Regions from separate parts of the Mus musculus genome. Here all the other regions are linked to region 3. A link is a contact called in public promoter capture Hi-C data. All regions are on one chromosome and are shown on one strand. The core of a region is the stretch at or near the end of the contact, and the rest is flanking DNA. Distances in the headings are between cores, read along the strand shown. Region 1 holds the start of Supt16 (SPT16, facilitates chromatin remodeling subunit). Region 2 holds the start of Hnrnpc (heterogeneous nuclear ribonucleoprotein C). Region 3 holds the start of Styx (serine/threonine/tyrosine interaction protein).

Region 1 (2,700 bases), core at 142-2,641, 6.8 Mb before region 3:
CAGCCAACTCAGACTCCAGTGAAGATGCTGACGACTGAAGCCCCATATAGACCCGTGATGGGTGGCTGCTGGAATCCCTTACTCTGGCCCTTGGACTTTGGAAATGTGGGAGGGGCAGGGAACAATATGGGGAAACCCAAGACTTCAGGAGGTGAAAAGAAAAAGAAAAAAACAAAAAACAAAAAAAAACAAAAAACTTGTACCCAATTGCTCCCAATTTTGAGAGGATTGGGTGGGCAGGGGAACTCCTAAAAAAAAAAAATAATAAATGACCACTTCCTCGTTTCTGGGGAAGCAAAGGAGCTTAGAGCAGCTGGTGTGCTCACCCCTCCCCAGACGCCTCCATTAACCACAGACTATGTAGCGCTGGCCCTAGCCTCTGGCAGAGCCTGTTCCTGGCCAAACTGTGGCTACAGCTGGAGGGTCAGGAACTGTTACCTTCCTTCCCCTTGGCATTAATAAATTTAAGTTAATCCTTTTCCATTCTTCCTATGTTCTGTTTCCTTAAACACAATATAAGTACTGTTTTTTGCTGCGTAATTTAAACACCATTCTCCTACAGTTCAATACTGTTGCAACTAATAGAAAAGCCATTTGTAGTCCTCAATAGGCATATATAATGGCGGGTTATCCCGTTTGTTAAAGCCAAGGAAATGATACAAGATAAAGAGGTAAAATATTTTGAATTGTACTTCACATTCTTAAACGAGGATTAATTTCAAGAGCCATATTTTTTTTTTCAATTAGTCAGGATAACTATTCTTGGGGAAAGCCAGAGAATAATGTGGCTTTTCATGAAATACAGCAAAAGTACACGCTGACAAAAAGGGTGCCTTCACAACTTGGGTCTTCGCGAGGCTGGAAAGAACTACAAAGTTTAGGAGCCACTCCGAGCCATTTGTTTCCTTCCACCCTACCGGCCCATCTCTTAAAGGAAAACAGAACCTTTCCTTCCTACTCTGCTGCCCACCGCGCAGCTTATTCGCGAAGGTGGGCTCCGTCCCTCTGGGGTGCAGTGTTTGGTTGAGAGTGCCTTCCCCGGGGCGGTCACTGGCCTGCCCTGGGGCAGAGGACTCACTCCTGCGCCTGGCTGCACGCGGGTCCCGCTCTTTCTGCTCCCCTCCCTCTGCCCGCCGCCCAGAGCGCCCGGAGCTCGGAAAGTGGGCGGGTCACGTGACGGGAGCCTCTGGCGCCGGAGAGAGCTTCCAGAGCCCGCGAGCCCGCGCTGCACCTCGGTCTGTTGACTTCACTTTTGCGTCCTCGGTTGCCCTTCCTCCCGCCACCCTACGGAACGAGCGGTGGGTTTGGTTTTTTCGCTTTTTAAATCTTCGACGCTCTAGGGACCCGGAAGCGGAAGGGGATACCGGGCGGTCGGTACTTCCGGGTCACAGAGAGTGCGGGATTCCGGGCCGAGCGCGGGTGGCGGAGCTGGGACCTCGCGTGATTCTCGGAGCCCGACGGGAAGCGGCGTCCAGGGCAATGGCTGTGACTCTGGACAAAGACGCGTACTACCGGCGAGTGAAGAGATTGTACAGTAACTGGCGGGTAAGGAGCCCCGCGCCCCCGGGAGCCCCACATCCCATAATAGCCTGCTTCCCGGCGCCCTTTTCCCCCTCAGCCAGAAACCTCCGGCTCCGCCGCGCTCCCGCCTGCCCCGGCAGCGTCCGGCTCGCCGCGCCGTGCTGCGCCTGCGGGGTCCGCACGCGCCTGGCCCGCCCCGCGGCCACAGCGGCCCGCCCAGGTCCCGCCACAATTACCGTTTGCGGGAAAGGGGCGCGAAAGCTGTGCCCGGAGCTCTTGGCGCTCCCCGCTCCCCGGCCTCTGCTGGAGTTGAGAAATGCTGCTCCCGCGCCCCGCTGCTTCTCCTTAGGCCCTGCGTGGGTCACAGACCCAGCGCTGGGAACCTGCGGGCTCTCCTAAGAATTAATTGATGGGACGCCTCAAAGCCGGTTTCCCATGTCGGCAGCATACCGGGGGCACGTGTTGAGGAAAACGCTGTGGAAGTTCCAGGGCTTCTCCAAAGATTGGGCAGTTTCCCTGTTTTATAATCATAATTTCAAACTTACTTTTTTGCTAGTTAACTTGTTAACTTCACAAGTGTTTGATTGATTTCATACTGTCTGAACGGTCTATCGTCTGGGCTCTGAACCTTGTGAGTGAGGGGAAATAGAACTGATAAAAAAGAAAGCCGAAAATGCTCTGAAAAAATACCAACTCCGGTTTCAGCTTTGTAAACTATCTTATACTGATTGGTCCTCTCCATTCTTGGCTCCTGCATGTAATCCCATGATTTCTGAGGCTGAGGCAGGAAAATGACTAGTTTCAAGCCTGCCTGTGCTTCATAGTGAGACTGTATCAATCGGCTCGTCATTTAGTAAATAAAATTGAACCTTTACTGAAGTCGGTTGTTTTTCCTGCCTCATCAGAAAAAAGCCTATGTATCTTTTAAGCAAGATGCATTGCGTGCTGAAAATAATATAGGGTTTTTCACTTTATTGGCTAATTTTTTTTAGATGACTTAGTGGTCTCTATCACAAAATTATATTGTTTGGTCCTGAGGATTGGCCCTACCACCACCTCTGTGTTTTACCATTAAGCTATATCCCTATCCAGGGAATATTTACTGTCACTGTGTTATGATGTATGCAATGATGATAATCAAAAGCCCCCGTTTCTACAGCCAGCCCTGAAATAATAAAC
Region 2 (2,700 bases), core at 151-2,650, 6.8 Mb before region 3:
AGCAGTTGTTGTTAACTGCTAAGCCATCTTTCTGGCTCCCCAATTATCTGTCTGTCTGTCTGTCTGTCAATCTACCTACCTACTTATATTTATTGTTTTTTCAAGATAGAGTTTCACTCTATAGCTCTAGCTGTCCTGAAACTTGACCAGGCTGGCTTGCACTTGAAACACTACCTAGCCCAAACTTTTCTTTTTAAAAATAAGATGTAAAATTGGGAACACATAAACTCGTTGGACTGGTTTACATAAAATAAATCTTTTGAAAATGACAAAGGCTAGGCAGGAGAGATGGCTCAGAGGTTAAGAGGACTGACTGCTCTTCCAAAGGTCCTGATCGTAACCACATGGTGGCTCACAACCATCTGTAGTGGGATCGGATGCCCTCTTCTGGTGTGTCTGAAGACAGCTACAGTGTACTCATATAAAAACAGTAAATAAATCTTTTTCTTAAAAAAAAAAAAAAAAGAAAAAAAAGGAAAGAAAGAAAAAGGCAAAGGTTTAAAGATCTAAAGATTAAAAAAAATCAGGAAATTTTTCTGGGATACAATCTCCTTTTCTCCGTAAGCTATATATACATTTCAGTGTATTTAATGTTCCTACAGTATAACCAGAGCTTTAGTGGCAGACCAAACCTGAGGGGATTAAGTAGTCTATTCTAGAAAGTGGGAAATTGAGGTGGCTGGCCATTGGGTTTGCAGACTGTGTGGCGACTTGGGACAAGGAAGCGGGTTTATAGGAGGTCGGGTAATTGCTCCTGCAGGAGAGAACTACAGAACCCAGTTGGTTTGGAGGGGGAGCTGTTCACTGAGAAGGCCATGTCCTCCCAACAGCTTATAGAATCTGGCAGAAAGAAGGGATCTGAATTTGATAATAACTGCAGAGCTAGTAGACGGCCTAGAGATAACTCTCCTCCCTTCTCAGAAGCTTGTTTGCGTTTCCCTTTTCCTAGGCCTGGGGCTAGGGCAGGCCGTTTGCACCCGCTACCAGACTCCACCCAGGCTCTCCCACCCCCGCGCCGCGGAAATGCGGTGATCTGGCCGGACCTGGGAGCTCTCAGAAGCACTGATAGGACGATGCGGCCGTCAGTCAGATCCGCCGGATACCCGGATGAGAAGCTGTGCGCGATACAAAGGCGAAAATTCCACCCAGCTTTCCGTCTGGTACATTGACCAATAACCATCCGTCAGTCACTAAGTGGCATGAAGCTGAACCAATTACTAACTAGCCTCTGTTACGCATGTGGAAATTCTCGCAATTAGCCCAACCCACCTCGGATTATGATTGGACGGAATTGTGAGGAGCGGTAGCGCTCGCTAATTAGGAGCGGGAGCGAGAAAAGTCACAGCCAATAGGAACGCCTCCAGGAACGAGGCGGGGGCTGGACTTTCGCCTCGGCGGCAGAGGAGCTCGGGGGCCATTTTGTGAGGAGACGGAGAGCGAACGGTCGTGTGGTTCTTCGCTGTTGTAGCTCCGGCGTCTCGGCGTAGACTCGCAGTAGGAGAGGCGGTCTCTTCTCTCTCTCCTTCCTTTTGGTAAGCGAAGGGGGCGAGTGCAGGGGAGGCCCTGGGCTGCTGGGCCCCGCCAGCGTGTGTAAGGGGGAAACCGGCCTCGCGGCAGAAGCCGAGGCCGCGTTTGTTCCCGTGCGGTGGGGACTTGGGTCTCATGCGGGAGGCAACAGGGCCTCGGCCTTGGCGCGGAGTCAACCTAGTGACCTCCAGGCCACGGTGCGTACGAAAATACCCTGTCTGCGCGCTCGGGTTTAACGGCTACTTTGATTTTCTTTGCCCATCAGGGATTCCAAGGGGGGACCAAGAAAGCGAAGAACGAAATGCTTGTTGATGTAATTGTCGGGGATATCTTACGGATTCCGTTATCACTTCCGAAGATAGACGCTGGGTGGGGGTAGGGGAGCGATAACATGGTGGTGTCGGACTGGAAGCTTCTAAATTCCAGGCTGGCTACATGGCATCTGAACGGCGTTTTAACAATAGGTTGAGTAATCATTACTTTTTTCCTCTAGGGGTAAAATGGTTAAAAGTCGGAGTGCTTGTGTTTGTAAAGGGAAGTGCGGAAGATTAATTTTAATTGGAATAATTACAGCTCACATTTTATCTGCAGGTTACAAATCATAAGTTAGTGGAACTTGAGGTAGGTACTACTGTCATAGAGAGAATTGAGCCTTAGAAGCGGTTGACAGGATCGTACTAGACAGGTCAAGTATTTTCACTGAGTTTCTAGGTGGTGCGCGCCTTTAATCCCAGCACTTGGGAGGCAGAGACAGGCAGATCTCTTTGAGTTCTAGGACTGCCCAGGATACACAGAGAAACTCTGTTTCGTAAATAAATAAATAGGGGGAAAGGCTTATTTTTGGGGGGAGGGGACCTGACACGGATGTTAGCAGAAAAATTTCAAGCTGGACTTGGGAACAATAATTAAAAGGCACAGCAAGGGTTTACAGCTACCTCAGTACTAGTCCTATCCCTCTAAAACTCAAAAAGGCAGTTTATAGCTATGTATGATAGTGCAGGCCAGTAATCTTTGTATTGTGGAGGCTCTGAGACAGGACCCCTTACCCATTGCAAGGCAGCCCAGGACTACATAGTAAAACCGTGCTTAAAAACAAATTAGTTTCTCTCTTGTAGGTGTTGAGTTCTTTTTTTTTTTTTTTTTTTTTTTTTTTTTGGTTTTTCAAGACAGGGT
Region 3 (2,700 bases), core at 38-2,537:
ACTGGTCTCAAATTTGCTATAGAACCAAGGCTACAGTGACCCCTCCTTTCTCCTTCCACCTCCCAAGTAGAGGGGTTACAAGTGTGCCAGCCAAGAGTAGTCCCAAATACCTTTAAAACACTGAGAGATTAAGGGGTGTACACCTTCAATCCCAGCATTTGGGGTACAGAAGCAGGTGGATCTCTTTGGGTTTCAGGCCAGCCTCGTCTAGTGAGTTCCAGGACAGCCAGGACTTATATCAAACACACAAGCAAAACTCTAGAATCCTTTTTTGATCCTATTAAGTGTCACAGGTAAGAATCCTTGTCACTAATTTTAGCCTCTGGCAAACTCTAACTTAACAGTTTCTGGTACCATAAAATATTTGCAACAGATGTTAGGTAAAGAAAAAAATCAAGGTGGGGTGAAAAGAACCCTTAAATCATAAATTGGGAGAATTTTGCTCTCGATAGTACAGGCAAGATTTGTTACTAAAAATTTTCAAATTCAAAGAAGCTTAGCTTTTCTACTCCCCCCCCCCCCCCGCCCCACGCTAGTCATCGTTTTTTGTGGGTTTTTTGGTAGTGGTGGTGGTTGGTTTTTGACTTGAGTACTATTAGAGGGGTGCAATTCCAGAGTTCACGCCTCCGATCTATTCCACACGTGGGGCTGGCTATGTGTCCCGCATGTGAATCTAACATCAAGCTCAGATTAAAAACAACTCCACAGCGTGTTGCTCTGGTAAGGAAGAGTCTGTGTTCACGAAAAGCCTCAACGCCGAGGCGAGTGGTCAAGAGTACTCTCCGGGTTGGCTCCTCCGATAGGGTCCCGCGGGAGGAGGACCTCACTGACGCCCCTTCACGCCCAAGGGGAAAGGGAAGAGTCTGGGACAGTTGGGCCAGAGGCGCTGCTTGGCCGGAGACCCGGGGGCTGCCCGCGGCAGGGCGGGCCGCCGGGCACTCACCTCGGCGTCGTCTTTGCACTGCGGGAGCGAGGGGAACTCCAGTTTCACGTCCTCCATGGTCCCAGGGCCCCGGTGGGTGGGCGCGGTGCGCCCGGCCGCCCTCCGGGCTGGCAGAGGCGACAAGGGAAGGAGGGCGGGCGGGCGGGCGAGCGGTGGGGGGGCTGACGCGCGGCAGGCTCACAGCAAGCACTCGCGGACCACAGGATCCAAGCGGCTGCGACAGGAAGGCGGAGGGCAGGGCGGTGCGCTGCCGGCCGCCATGCTGCGGCCGTGTCCCTCCCGCAGGTCTCCGCGCCCCTCAGAGAGCCGGGATCCGACCCAGGCACGAGCCCATAACCGTCTCCTCCCGCCCCAGCCCACGCGGCCCAGCCAATCCCAGCCCACGCTCGCCGACGGCCCGCCCCCGCCGCCAGGTGTCAGCGCGCCTCCGCCCCGCCCGTCCGCGAGCGCGCAGACGCGGGGGGAGGAGCTTCCCGCAGGGCGGAGCTGCGGCCGTAGGGGAGGAGCGGTCGGGGCCAAGGCCTTCCCAAATGGGATGGGAGTCCGTCCCTTCAAAGTGTCCTCCACACTCAGAGGAATGCTGCTCGATCCAATCCGTGGGGGAAGTCATAACCAAACAGGAAGAGTTCAGCTTAAATTCATGTTAGACTACGAAAAAAACAAAAACAAAAAACCCCGAGATACCCATCATCTTTAAACAAAGTAGAAAGTGGCCTCTTAGGTATACTCCGGAGTGTTAACAACTCAAATTATCCAGAAAATTTCAAGAAAATGATTCTTAAAAAAAGTCATCAGAAATGTAAATGATAGTTTACTTACTAAATTGTATTCGGTACTCTTTAAGATTTCTCCGAGCCTATTTTTCAACATAAAAGATGATTGTGTGAGGAGCTGGCGTTAGAGTTAATAATTTTTGAAGAATATACCTTCTTCAGGGTCTCGCTATGTACACCAGGCTGGTCCTCAAATTTACAAGAGTTCTGAGATGAAATGATTAAAGGCCTGGTTTGAACTTCTGAACCACCTTTGGTCTCACTGAAGGAATCACTGAAGGCTGCAAAGTGTGTAACTAAGACTATCACTACTTTTCACTGTATTTTAACACTACTTCCTAGAGACCTCAGGACTGTCATTATCAAAAAAAAAAAAAAAAAAAATCCTTTAAAGTGGAAGGACCGCGTGTTTAACTTGGATTTCCTCTTAACTCTTTTCATGTTGTCATATATGTAATGCATGTTCAATATACAGGATAGCTGTTCAAAAATTAGGTGGCTAATTAGATGGTCTATGCTCTCTAGTGTTACATAAACTATTATCCAGCTTTAAGAATTACAAAAGGCACAGAATACCCTGCTAGTAATTTTTAATTAAAAAATAATCCAATGGCAAGTATTGTGGTAAATGCCTTTAATTCCACCACTCAGGAGAGGCAAGAAAATGTCTGTGAGTTGAGACTGGCCTAACCCACACAGTAAGTGTCCCAGGCCAGCCAGGGGTACATAGTGAGACCTTGTCTCAAAAAGAAAGGGGAAGCTGGGCAGTGGTGGCATACCCTTTTAATTCCAGCACTTGGGAGGCAGAGGCAGGCAGATTTCTGAGTTCGAGGCCAGCCTGGTCTACAGAGTGAGTTCCAGGACAGCCAGGGCTACACAGAGAAACCCTGTCTCGAAAAACCAAAGAGAGAGAGAGAGAGAGAGAGAGAGAGAGAGAAAGGGAGGGAGGGAGGGAGGGAGGGAGGGAGGGAGAGAGAGAGAGAG

The links. Promoter capture Hi-C pulls out the DNA fragments that hold promoters and counts their contacts.
Region 1: a contact with region 3 is called in a promoter capture Hi-C map of cranial neural crest. The contact joins the promoter of Supt16 here to the promoter of Styx in region 3. A contact is called at or near these places in 3 of 39 promoter capture datasets (cranial neural crest, hippocampal neurons and liver) and 1 of 484 Hi-C or Micro-C datasets (cortical neurons).
Region 2: a contact with region 3 is called in a promoter capture Hi-C map of pre-B cells. The contact joins the promoter of Hnrnpc here to the promoter of Styx in region 3. A contact is called at or near these places in 4 of 39 promoter capture datasets (cranial neural crest, frontonasal cranial neural crest, maxillary cranial neural crest and 1 more).

The regions. Positions count from the first base shown.
Region 1 is chr14:52,195,930-52,198,629 of GRCm38.p6, reverse strand. Supt16 (SPT16, facilitates chromatin remodeling subunit) reads left to right here and starts at 1,391. Exons shown (of 26, transcript NM_033618.3): 1 at 1,391-1,545. The coding sequence starts at 1,480. It overlaps Chd8 (chromodomain helicase DNA binding protein 8), which reads left to right. Exons shown (of 38, transcript NM_201637.3): 38 at 1-479. The coding sequence ends at 38.
Region 2 is chr14:52,102,721-52,105,420 of GRCm38.p6, reverse strand. Hnrnpc (heterogeneous nuclear ribonucleoprotein C) reads left to right here and starts at 1,400. Exons shown (of 9, transcript NM_001170981.2): 1 at 1,400-1,532. It also overlaps a transcript of Rpgrip1 not described here.
Region 3 is chr14:45,349,773-45,352,472 of GRCm38.p6, reverse strand. It overlaps Styx (serine/threonine/tyrosine interaction protein), which reads right to left and starts at 1,287. Exons shown (of 11, transcript NM_019637.3): 1 at 944-1,287. The coding sequence starts at 1,000.